Linked DNA regions of Anas platyrhynchos: region 2 is linked to region 1. A link is a contact called in public Hi-C data. All regions are on one chromosome and are shown on one strand. Each heading gives the region's core, a stretch centred on a gene start, on an enhancer-like site or on the middle of the called end of the contact. The rest is flanking DNA. Distances are from core to core; before and after follow the strand shown.

What was found. A called contact is a pair of places that touch in the nucleus more often than the background predicts.
Region 2: a Hi-C map of F1 follicle shows a contact between it and region 1, with 4 times the contacts expected there. The contact joins the enhancer-like site here to the promoter of ADRA2A in region 1. A contact is called at or near these places in 3 of 8 Hi-C or Micro-C datasets (F1 follicle, skeletal muscle and subcutaneous adipose tissue).

Annotation. Positions count from the first base shown.
Region 1 is chr6:31,261,992-31,268,313 of IASCAAS_PekinDuck_T2T, reverse strand. It overlaps ADRA2A (adrenoceptor alpha 2A), which reads right to left and starts at 2,417. Exons shown (of 2, transcript XM_072039783.1): 1 at 512-2,417; 2 at 1-410. The coding sequence starts at 2,019. The coding sequence ends at 685.
Region 2 is chr6:31,321,092-31,327,413 of IASCAAS_PekinDuck_T2T, reverse strand. LOC101803684 (a long non-coding RNA gene) reads right to left here. Exons shown (of 17, transcript XR_011810141.1): 4 at 5,192-5,434; 5 at 3,763-3,933; 6 at 3,346-3,403; 7 at 1,832-2,004; 8 at 1-1,635. Among named protein-coding and RNA genes, the nearest start is that of ADRA2A, 58 kb to the right of the region's middle. Within about 2 kb of position 2,878, at least 1 of the 8 cell types and tissues checked has an H3K27ac peak or open chromatin away from gene starts, as enhancers often do.

The DNA.
Region 1 (6,322 bases), core at 1,168-3,667:
TGTGTGATACTAAGCTCTGTAGTCAAAAAAAAACAAACACAGAACGGACATTGGAAATTTTGGTAACATTGTCAGGCTGATGGGCAGGGGAAATGGCTCTAATTTTTCAGTGGTTTTGAGTTTTCGGAGGGTGGGAAGGGAGGGACTTTTAAGGTATCAAAGATAATTAAAGCATTCACAGTTTCAAAGCTGCTTGCCTTACAAAAATTAAGACATTCAGATTCAGGGATACAATACTGTATTTTACACGGGGGGGGGGGATATTAATTACATATACAATACAACAAAATAAAAAAGCCGACACCTCTGAGGTGGCATACTCCCTCTTTGTTGTTCATCTCACGGAGCTGCACGGAGCTTGTCTTTAAAGAGTCAAACTGAGCAGTCATGAAAATATCCACTGAGAGACTCTGGCAAAAGAAAAAAAAAAAAAACTAGCAAAGTAAACCAAGCAAGTCAAAAGCCATCCTCCCCTGGAAAGCCGAATGCCATGGCTCAGACTTCCACTTGCCTGCTGCTCCTCGCTGCTGCTGCCTGGCGTGTCGATAGGCTCGTCTCGGGTTTTGAGGGTTTCCTGCTCACAGGCTGAAGGAAACCATCCCATGCAAGCACAGCCCAAGGGAGCCATGTGTTACTCTCCTACAAAGTCTTGAACGATTAGTCCTGCCCAACCCAGGGGGTCCTTCAAACAATCCTTTTCCTCTCTATCCTACAGAGGATCCTTTTGAAGGCCCGCCTGAAGTCGTGGTTGAAAATTGTATAGATGACGGGGTTCAAGGAGCTATTGCAGTAACCGAACCAGAAGAAGAACTTGAAGAGGGTTTCGGGCACGGAGCAGCTCGTGCAGACGGCAGTCAGTGTGTAGGTAAAGAAGAAGGGGAACCAGCAGATGACAAAGACACCAATCACCACCGCCAGCACAAAGGTGAAGCGCTTCTCCCGGTTCTGCCTGCCCCTCCACCGGGACCCTTTGGTGGTCCTCTCCTCCTCCACCTTCCTGGGCAAACTGTCCCCAGGCTTAATCTGGCTCAGCTTAGTCTTGGCCTTTCCCCTCGACGGTCTCTCTGACTTCTTGGACTGGTTGTTGTCCTGGTGCTCGGAGGAGGAGGTTTCCTCCATGTCGATGCCGTTGACCTCTCCCTCCTGCCCGTCGCCTCCTCCGGCCGCTTTCTCCCCGTTGAGCTGGGCTGTGGCCGGCAGGTCCTCCTTGTCGGCCAAGCCGTTCTGCTTCTTCTCGGGGCGCTCCGCCCGCTTGTTCGGAGGCACCCTGGTGCGCCTCTTGGCTATCTGATAGATGCGCACGTAGACCAGGATCATGATGAGGCAGGGGGCAAAGAAGGAGCCGATGCTAGAGGAGATGATGTACCACTTCTCGTCGTTGATCTTGCACAGCGCGACCCCCTGGTCTGTCTGCTGCCCACTCTTCTTCTCGATGGAGATGAGCGGCGGGAAGGAGATGACGGCCGAGATGACCCAGACGATGAAGATGATGCACTTGATGCGGCGCGGGGTGCGCTTGAGGTTGTACTCGATGGCTTGCGTGATGGACCAGTAGCGGTCCAGGCTGATGGCACACAAATGCACGATGGAGGAGGTGCAGAAGAGCACGTCCAAGGCCAGGTAGATCTCGCACCACACCTTGCCGAAGTACCAGTACCCCATCACCTCGTTCGCCAGGGAGAAGGGGATGACCAGCGTGGCCACCAGGATGTCGGCCGAGGCTAAGGACACCAGGAAGAGGTTCTGGGGCGCCTTGAGCGCCCGGCTGGTGAAGACGGCGATGATGACCAGGACGTTCCCGAAGACGGTGAAGAGCATGAGCAAGCCCGCCAGGCTGATGAGGGTGACGGTGGCGTGCAGGGGGTACGGCGTGCCCCATCCCGGCCCGACCCTGCTGTCGTTGAAGCTCCCGTTGGCCGCGGGAGGCGGGTAGCCCTCCTCCTCCCCCAGCTGCCGCTGGTACTCCATGGAGGAGAAGAAGTGGCCCCTCTCCGTGAACGGGCGCTCCCGGTTAAACATCAACCCCGGCTGCGCGGCCGCCCTCGCCCTTCGCCCCCCAGCCCCAACCCAAAAAGGGGGGCTCCGGGGAAGGAGGGGGGGGTCTCCGCGCTCCTTAGGGCGCCGCGCCCGGGGCCGGGGCTGCTCGGGGGGCGCCGTGGGGGCGCGGGGGGCCGCGGCTCATCCCGGGCGCTGCCGGCGGAGGGGAAGCGAAGCGGAGCGGAGCGGGGGCCGGGGCTGCAGCCGGCGGCGGCTGCCGTGCTTCGCCCGCCTGCCAGCCCCTTTATAGCCCCGGATCAGGCCGGGGCTGCCGCGTCAGCCCCACGTGGGGAGGGAGCTGCCCCCGGTGCGCGCACACGGACACGGACACGCCGCGCACACGCCTGCTCCGCCTCCCCCCCCCTCAGCCCCCCGTGCTCATCCCCATCCCCACCCACCGCCCCCCGACCCTATTGTCACCCCCCTCTCCATCCCCAAATCCTCCCCCCCCACACTCCGCATCTCTCCCCCCCTCCACCTCCCCGCAGCCCACCCCACGGGGGTCGCGCCCCGCTGCGGAGCCGCGGCTCCCCCCGTAGGGTAGGGACACGGGAGGGGGGACACACACGGGGGGGGCAGCTGCTGTCGCCCCCCATGGGGCTTTGTGCGTCCCCACGGGGGGTGGGGGGCAGCAGCGGACCCGTCCCGCGTGGGGTCCCCACGGGGAGCCCCGGGGGGGCACCGCCGCCGCCCCTCCGTGCGCCCCCCGTGCCGTGGGGATGCTCCGGGTGGGGTGGGATAGGGGGGACCGGAGGGGACCGGGGGGGACCGGGGGGGGGGGGGCCGGGTGGCGGCGGGCAGCGCGGGGGGGCAGTGGCACCTGCTGGCCGCGGCGCCTCACTGCACGCTCCGGCCCCCGGGGCCGCGGCACCCACGGGAGCTCCCAGCCCACGGCCGAGCCCCAAAAGCCACCCCCCCCCCCCCCCCCCGGGGCTCGTCCTCCTGCCCCTTTCCTTCCCAGCTCCCCGCTGTTTCTCCCCAGCCCCATAAGCAGGAGGATGGGAGGGGGGCTGTGGTGCCCACGCCTGCCCCATGGGGTGCCTAGGGGGTGTTTTTGGCCAGCTGCAGCAGCAAAAAATGTCCAAAAACGGGATGTTTTCGATGGGGAAGCAGAGGTGACGTACCTGGTGGCCCCAAGGATGCCAGCTCCCCGCACGCAGCTCGCTCACCCCTACGGCACACGGGCTGCAGCCCTGACCCTCACGGGCTCCTCGCTCTCATTTTCAGCCGGCTTTAATGATGCTCACGCCGTGCTCCAGAGCCAGGCAGCTGGTAATTAATCGGCGCGCCAGGCACTCGGGCCAATGAACGGATTTGCTCCGCGAGATGGAGGAAGCCCTGTCAGCTTCAGCTCCGCGCCCTGCCGGTGTTATAAGCCAGGCCCAGGAGTGGCGATGCCCAGCAGACAGAGCAGGGTGGGAGATGGATGGGGTCTGGGAGCGCAGAGCCTGTGGGGCTGGCACAGGATGGAGAGGTGGGGGAGCGTGGGACCCACTGTGCAGCACGCCTGGGAAGGTGGCAAGCCGTGGGGAGTGACTTAAAACCTGTACATTGAACCCAAAGTGATGTGCATGGACCTGGGTACGTGGCAAGGCGATGCTGGGCGTTGGGGCCATCTTCTGCTTTCTGCTGGCTGCCGGGAGCTGCGTGCTCTGCAGGACATGGGGTTCTGCCTCTGGCACCGGGGATTGGTCTCCCTTGGGTGCAGGATCAGCAGGGGCTTCAAGTCACCCCAGCAGAAGCCTGGGGACAGCTGGGAGCACGCTGCGCTCATCTCCAAGAGGAAACCTGGCACATCAACGCACTTTCCTTACATCACCACCACAGCCATGTGTGTGACATCTTGGTGACAATATTGACACCTCTGGAGCCCCGGCAGCACCCCGCAGTGCCTGCAAAGCATCTCAGCAACGTCACATCTACCTCCTACCTCCTCTGCAGGTTGTCCTATAGCTCTGTATGGCAGGCAGATGGGAATGCCAGGGCTGCTGAGCACCCCCAAGATGCCCCACAGCAGCCTGCAGCACACACGTTCCTACAGGATGCCATCTTATGAGCTCATCCCGCACTTTATGGTAATTTGTAATAAAGCCTCAGCTCTCAGAGTCCTGGGATTTGCAAAGAACTGTGAATTTGTAGCCTGTGGAAGACTAGAGAAAAGCTTCAGGGGAAAGAAAAACAAATAGTAAATAAAATTTTTATATCAATCCCCCGGCATTTGCATCCAGATGCTCAGCTTCTGAACGCGAGCTGCTAACGACGCTGGTGTGAGCGGCAAGGTCTCTGCAGCTCAAACCCCACCAAGAGCCTGATGAGAGGGCCCAGCACACAGCTCATCCTCCTGCTGTGCTGACAGCATCATGCACCGATCAGGGGATGGGAATAGGGATGGATTCAGACCGGTGGGGGACCAGGGGAAAGGGGCAAGCAGTAGCCACGGTGCAGGAACGTGTGGGCTGGGGGAGGGAGCTGCAGGTGCTCTGCAGCAGAGGTGAGCAGCTGCCTCTGTTGGTTGTGTACGGGGAGGTCTGGGCTTGGCTCGCTCGCCCTGATCTCCGTATTTGGCAGGAAGCCCTGGTTGTGGCTGTGGGTTTTGATTGTGCTGCTGGCTTTGCCTGAATTATTCAAAACAGGGTGTTGTGCGGGGAGGTTTGCTTTAGTAACCGGGCTCTGCTGGGGGTAACGCACTGAGAGCCCATGGCCTGGGATGCTCCGTGGGCTAACAACCAAGTAGCCCCTCCTAACACCTTCCAAGGGGACAGCTTTCCCCCAGGCCAAGCAAAAAACTGCACCCAAGCCACATTTTCTTTCTTTTCCTATTTTTTTTAATAGGAAAAGAAAGAAAATATCAGAGAAGAAGCAAAGATCTTCAGCAGGCAAACCTGGCATGGTTGGGTAGATCACAGTGCCACTGCCCTGTAATCCCAATGTCAGCGAACGCACCATCCATTTCCAGGGAGGCAGTGCAAGTGCTGTGATTCATCTTCTTCTTCTTAAAATAATAATAATAATAATAAATACTTTAAAAAATCATCAGAACTGTGTCTGGTCTGGCCGCCCACCCGTCTGTCCCCACCAGCTGCTCTGGGAACCCAAGCACTTGGCCCTACACATGCGTTCAAACCCACAGACCTCCCCTTCCCCATCCACTGCACTGCAGCTGTAGATTCTGCTCTTTTCCTCGACCTGACAGCGATGCCTTCCCCAGAAGCTGTGTTTTTCAACAGAGTTTGCCTGGACTCAGCTGCTGGATGTACTTTCCTGAGTTATTTGAATAAACCATCGTGGAAGGGATGGTAGCGACGGTGTCCTGCGCTCGCACCTAATCCCCTGGCGAGCAGAGGGATGCTGCCGTGGTGTCAGGTGTAGGGCAGGGAGGAGAGGAGCACACTGAATATTACCGATCGTAGCAGATCTTCCCTGCCCCGTGCCTGGCCCAAACCAGCGTGAGACAGCTCCTCTGTGACCACCTGCTCCTTCAGCATTTCTGTCACAGGCAGCTTTAAAGCCCTGCTCGCGTTTCCTCATCAGCTGCGCCGGGGTTGCCTGCCCTGTTTGGCAGGATTGCAGCCGCCAGGTTTGATTGCACAGCCCTAAATCAACAGCCAGGAGAAGCCTTTCCGTGTTGGGGCTCACAGTGCAGGGTGAGGGCTCACAGCCTCCCCCCCTGTCTGCCCATGGGATGCATCAGCCAAAATGGGCACAGAGGGGATGAAGCACAAAGCCAACAGACCACGAGCAGCTCCTGTAAGACCCCATAACAGGAAACTTTCCCTGTCAGCACCAACCCACGGCCAAGGGCCTGGCTGCAACAGGGCACCCGGGCCAGAGTTGCCTTTCTGAGGGCAGGCAGGCCTGGGCAGGCGGAGAGGTGCCATGAGCGTGGCTGGGTGCCGCTGCCTTCCCTTGTGACCTCCCCTGAGCGAAAGCAACCCAGGTTCTTGCAGCTCAGCAGGTTACCTTTCATCAGCAGAGCCAGCCCCTGTTTAAAGCAAAATTAAGGCTGCCTGGCTTTAAAGTGTTTAATTTCACAACCGGGAGAAGCAAAGGTCCAATTAGTCAGCAGGGAAGCCGTAACTCCTCGGTTCAAGCCGCACACCCCGGGGCCCGACCGCGTCCCTGCCCTTTCCCTCCCTGTTCTTCACCATCGCCGTCTGAGGCCCTGACAGCGACGCTGCCTGGGGGCCAGGGCTGCAGTCAGCACGATTCCGTCCTTCAGAGCGCCCCAGTGAGCCGTGCCCTCACGTGCCACCCCAAAAGCTGCCAGCAAAGCCAGCGGCTGGGT
Region 2 (6,322 bases), core at 1,629-4,128, 59 kb before region 1:
TTCCCTTTCCTTTTAGAAGGAAAAAAAAAAAAAAAAAAAGTGTTTGTTTTCCACAGGAAAAATATAAACATATTTTTGTAAGAAAACCAATTCTTTATAGATTTCTTTTGGGTGAAGCAATATGATACTGAAGCTTGGGTTTCTGGCAAGAAGCCAAAATATTTCCTGGGAAATCAACCAATTAATAATAGGTAACACCATGGGAACAGCTCCAGCGCAAATACCTCCTCCTGGTGTACGGGTCTTTAGAAGATGGGCAGAGCACATTCCCCACTCCCACAAACGAGGGGAATTTGGATCGCTTCATTCCTGCCATTCTTGCCCTCTAAATACACTCACAGGCTGAAAACTTCACGGGAAAAGAGAAAACTGAAATGAAAGCTAAGCCAATAATTTTTTACCCTCCTTGGTACTGTGAAGGGAAAAGACTGCTCTTCTGGCTGGTCTGCAGCCCAGCAGACAACACAAGAGGGCTCTGTGGCTGCACTCAGGCAGCCCCACCACACACCAGCCCTCTCAGCCATGGATTTCTCCCGACCTGGTCCTTCTGAACCAGCCACCACTGCTGGTTGCTTGCTGGTGGCACCCCTCCTCCCTGAAATCTCCTATCCCCAGCTGCCCCCACCTCTCCATGTTGCTTGGTTTGGGACCCAGGATGCCCCCTCACAGCATTAGCTGGAAAAGTGAGTTGGTGTGGGGCAGTAAAACAGGCAACAGACCTGCCCAGGGGATGATAAGCTCCACAGACAGAGAAACATGTTGTATGTTAAGTGCTTGCCCTGGTTTTCAAGTTGTTTGCATTTTTCTAAAGAACCTCAGAGCAGACAAAGGTTTCATTTCTGCTCCTCCTCTCCTGAAACCATTAAAGCTTTGGCTGCGGGCAGAGCCCGCTACATGGCTGGCATCTGCAGTGCATGACCAGGAACAGTCCCTCCTGGGCCTGATCCTTGTCCCCATTCCCACCACTGCCCCCACCCTGTCACACCCTGGGGTTTCTCCCCGGTGCTGCAACCACTGCTCTTGCTGCAGGAGCCACAGCCCGAGCAGGAAGAGGGCAGGGCCTTCATCTTCATGCTTCTGCCACTATAGCTCAGCTGATTTTTCTGAGATCTTTCTGGACACTTTGGTTCTCAGGGATTTTTGCCTTTTTGCTATGATCATTCATGCCCTGTCCTGGCCAAGGAGGGATGCTGTGTCGGGGATCTGGGAACATCCCTGAAAGGGGCTGGTTAAGCAACACAGCATATCTGTCACATAGGACTGAACATTGGCAAGGGCCTTGTTTCATATTTTGTGCTCCTGGCCAGTCTACTGTCCTTCTTGTAACCAGTTTTGGGGTTTCGGGAGTATACAAAAAGAGAAAATACCACACTGGGTTCATCCTTCCCATCTGACTCCTTCAGGAGATCTTGCCACACCTCGAGGTTCGGGTTAATTTCTAGCAGAGGTACCCTGGCTGGAAGGTCAGACAGCAGCAGGGAGGCTGCGGGGCACTTCCAATGAAGACGTGCACTGAATTCTGCGTGGGAAAAAAAAATTGCCCATTTCTCTCTGCCCAGCCTGGGACAGCACAGTGGTGAGTTTGTTCATTTCCACATTGACCGCTGGTGTATTGCACTTGAAGTGATTTTATTTCTAGGAAAGAAAAAAAAAAAAAAAAAAAAAGTAGTCCAGGGAAAATATCATCTCAGTGGGATTTGTTCCAGTGAGAATTATCTTCCCCCCTCGCTGAGGAGCTCTGACGTTCACCAAGGGACATACACAGCCCCAGGTACGTCAGGCAGCTGCTGACAGCGTCACAGTTTTGTTGTTGATGGGTTTTTCCCTGTACCTTCGAAAGTGTCACAGACACCCAATAGTTTTGATGTGAATCCTCTCCTCAGAAAACCTGCTGCACAGCCATGTCTCTTGCCTTGCTAATCGGTCTTGCACGTATAAAGCATTTTTTCCAAACTCTTTCCTTTACTGACTGCTCTTTTCTTTGGTGCCAAATAAAATACCAATCTGAAAAAAATAAATAAATAAAAAATATAAATAAAACACCCCAAGTAAAAGCCAAAAGTCCCTGGACCACCTTCTTGGAGTTCAGGAAATAGAGCATCATTGCATTAAATGTCAAAGTTTGTCAAAATCTCTTGGCCTGCCCCAGTGTAAGACTTTTAACCATCCCACGTTGATAACTGAGCAACCCAAGCAGCATACAACAGCACCTTGACTCAGACCATACATGTACATCTAGCCAGTCACACAAGAGCAGCATGAGCCTGCAGCGAGGAGAGTTAAAGCCCTAACATCCTCAAAGGACAGACAGACTGTAACCACAGGGCAGGGCATGCCTCTGTAAATACACTTCAACTTTTGCACAGCACATCTGGCAAGAGGGTCGCTGGAACCTGCTGCACTGCTAGGACACGTGCATCCTTCTTGCAGTCCACAGCATCCACTAAAACTGCCCAGCAGGTCCCTGAGGGTTGAGGTCAAGGGGTATGTTTGCCCTCTGCCAGCAGGTGACCAGTGCAGAGACTGGTGCAGCTGGAGGAAACAAAGGTCTGGCCCCTCTGCAGACACATTCCCAGTCAGCCAAGTCTCCAGGTGGCAGATCAGAGGAGCCAGCTGCACTGATGTAAATTAGACCTGTTTTCTCCCTCTTGCACACAAATACAAGCTACAGATGACAGAAGACATGCTAGAAGCTGCTATTTATGAGGAGCAGCTTAACACTGATGAGTTATGGAGCAAATGGAAACCAAGGCTCAGACTGAGACCTCAGATAAGTGAGACGGGGGCAGTCAGTGATTTCTGCATACATCTCAGTGCACACTGATGAGAAAAATGCTGAGGCTAGCTCAGGGCTATCAGGAGCAGAGGCAGCATTGAAGTGTCTGGAAACAGTCTGCTGTAGGACAGCAAGGGGAGATACGGGACTGCAATGGGATACAGGGAGGGACTGAGGAGCCTCCTATGGCTAATCTGCCAAGAAAAAGGCAAACATTTTGTCCTTGTCTAAGCTCCAGCCCAACCAAGATCCTCACAAATATTTCCAGACTGCAGGAGCACAAGCAATATCCTTAAACCTGAGGGAAAGAGCCTGGGGGATGGAGTAGGTTTGCTCAAAGCCCAATGGGCAGAGCAAAAGGAGATTATCCTCGTGAACAAAGCCAAGTGCACACCTTGCTGCCCCCGGGCCCAGCAGGTGTCCTTAGGCATGGAGGAGTTTGGATGGCAAAAGCTTGTAAGAAGCAGCAGGTCCTTGCACATGCGTGGAGAACAGCAGTGGAGCTCCCTTTCCAGAGCAACAGCAGATAGGAAATCCCTGCCCCAAGGCACTGAGACCCCACAACCTACCCTCCCCACAGGCACAGCCTCCACAGCTCCCGACGCCACGTCCATGACAGAGCTCTGCCTGCAAGAGACAATTCCATTTCAGTGCAACAGATTCAAACTCTAATTGAGTTTTGCCATTTAAACCAGGGCAGGAGCAGCTCTGCCAGCCTGCAGCCATGAGAGCTATTTTTGAAGAGAATTGTGAAACTGGCCAGGAAGTCAAATATGACATTTTTAAACCGTTTTTAAGTCTGTGTATGTGTGTGTGCATGCACATGTGTGCATTGCCTTCTGCAGGCAAGAAACAATTACTCCCTGTGCACGGGAGGAGCCTTGGTTACTTTAAATGTGTGGCTGCTGAGACGGCTTCTTTGTGGCTGTTGAAAAACAAAGAAAAAAATCTTCAGCTTATGTGTTTCCCTGCTTTACATGACTCACCGCAATGGAAAAAACCTTTTGCTTCTTTTCTTTTTGCCCCGTCTCGTCCCAGACACCATCTATCTTCATGCCAGTCCACAGCTGCTTACATGGCGCTGCTCGCTCCTTTATGTTCTTTAATTCAAGTACATAGTCCAGAGGTTATTTGGAATATAGCTTATTCCCCTCTCTCTGTGTAGCACAAAGAAAGACTCCTTTAGCATGAAGACATCAGATTAGGACTCAGATCTGGCTTTTATAGTCAGTACCAATTCACATTTCTGGCATGACTCAGTTATTCCCTTCTATTTGGGCAAAAGTGCAATAAAACTTTGTCTTTCATCCTGTTCTCTCTCCAAAGTCCAAGATGTTTTCTCTTCAGCAGTATTTAGTACAATGAGCCCCCATTACACTTCCACCACAAATTACATCGTAAACCTGTATTTTCTGTCATTTTCTTATATTCTATTCTAAGTACTCTTTACTTTTACAGAGCTAAGTGAACTCCTTGGTAGATACTTTGATCTCTATTTTAACAGGCCTTTGCAGTTAAATCAGTGTAAGGAATAAAAGTCAATACACGCATACTGAGGTAGTTTCAATTTCATTGATTTTTTTCAGTAAGGAAATAGTCATGAGAGTATTTTGCTGTTTTTCACCTTCTTATAGATAGAATGACCGGCATGTTTTGAAGATTCAAATACTTTAATGAATACTTTTTATATAAAAGCTTCCATTTTGGTGAAGAAAAATTAATGTGCATCCAATCATAATTTTGTGTTGCAAACAAAGATTCTTAGCTACTGTGGGGTCTTGCTTTGAATTTATCTCAAAACAGTATTCAGGATTTGTCTTCCTAATGGCCTTGACAGTGCTTGATATTATGTGATGTGTTTCTGGGCCTGCCATCCAGCCAGTTTCTCAGCTACCTCAAGGAGAGAGGACTCCATGGCTGAGCCACTGTTTTCATGAAGCACAGCATAAAAACCAGGCTCCTTGAGGTATCTGAGATGTGAAATTGGCCCATGTTTTATGCCAAATGCAGCAGATAGCTTCGCTGAAAATTGCATTGTTTTTAGAAGAGAAAGCAAAATGGGAAAAAGTCAATGGGAATACTCTTTTTGGCATCCCTGGGCCTTGGACCAGTTCTTTGAAGACTGACTTTTCAAGAGGAGAGCTGTAATGTTGAACTAGGCCTCGAAATTACTTCCTTGGTCTAAACTCTTAAATATTTTACAGTCATGTTAAAGAGGAAGACTGTCTGCCACACTTAGCCCTTCAAAGCCATTTTTCTGAAGAGATGTGAAAGAGCAGAGAACAGCTTATATTGATGTAGACTTATTTGGAGATCTGGAAAAAAATGATGCATGTTTCTGGATCTGGCCAACATTGCTCAGAACTCAAACATACCACAGGTTATCAAAGATTACCAAACCCATGTGTGTGTTACCTGGGCCAAAGTAAATGTCCACACTCATAGCTGATGGCACCAACAAGATGCAACATGGTTTGCTGACATCCCAGGGAGAGCTCAGCCAAAGGCCATCAGCATGATCGGGTGCTGAAGCACATGCTACATGCAGAGATGCTGAAAGCACTGGGGAAGTTCAAACTGCGGGGTGAGAAAGCTAAAGAGGTGTTTGTTGTCTTCCACTGCCTGAAAGGAGATTATGGAAAAGAAGCCAAGCTCCTCCTGTAGGAACATAATGAAAGGATGCGGAACAGCAATCACAAAGACATGAGGAAAAAAAAAAAAATCATCACCAGGAGAGAGGTTTAGCATGGAAATAAGCAACCAGTGAGTCTGTGGACTGTCCACCCTCAGCCCAAGCCCTGAGCAACTTGACCTGCATTTGGTGTTGATCCTGTTTCAGGTAGGAGGATGGACTGAATGACCTCCCCAGGTCCCTTCCAGCCTGAGCCATTCCTTGCATCTGTGGTTCACCAGGATTCAGCATACCTTGCATTACTTCAGGCTAAGACTGTATCCAAATGCTGAGGTTTAGAGATGCACGGGAACTCAGTGAGCTCAGAAAAGGGACTGAAAACTATGGTTGAAGATTCTTTCAGCTGGCACTGAAGTTTCAGCAACATTCTTGAATTAACTGTATAGCTAATTATCTCCATTGCTCTTACTAACAATATTTGAACATTCTCAGATTATGAGCACTTTTAAACAAGCAGAAAATTTCAGAGTCTGTAGCTGACTTGACAGTTTCTCTGTTAGTAAAGCTATGCTTCCTAAATATGCAGGACTCTTTTCACAGAAGTATAGTCTGGATACATTGGTATATTTTACTCTTGGGAGGTATTATTAACAGATGTGTATATTAGTTAAGGATATATTTTGAGACAAAATGCTATTTTTTCATAGTAGATTGTTACATCACATGAAGCAACAAATGCTAGAAAACCATGGATTTATTTCAGAAAAGTGAATATTAAAAGTGTATAAATATGATATTACAAATGTATCTGCTTGAAAAGCCTCTCTTAGATATAAAGCACTCTTCCTTTGCATCTGCTTTGCCTCTGCTGCTGTTCTGTCAATAATTTATCTAGAATTAATTATTGAGATACT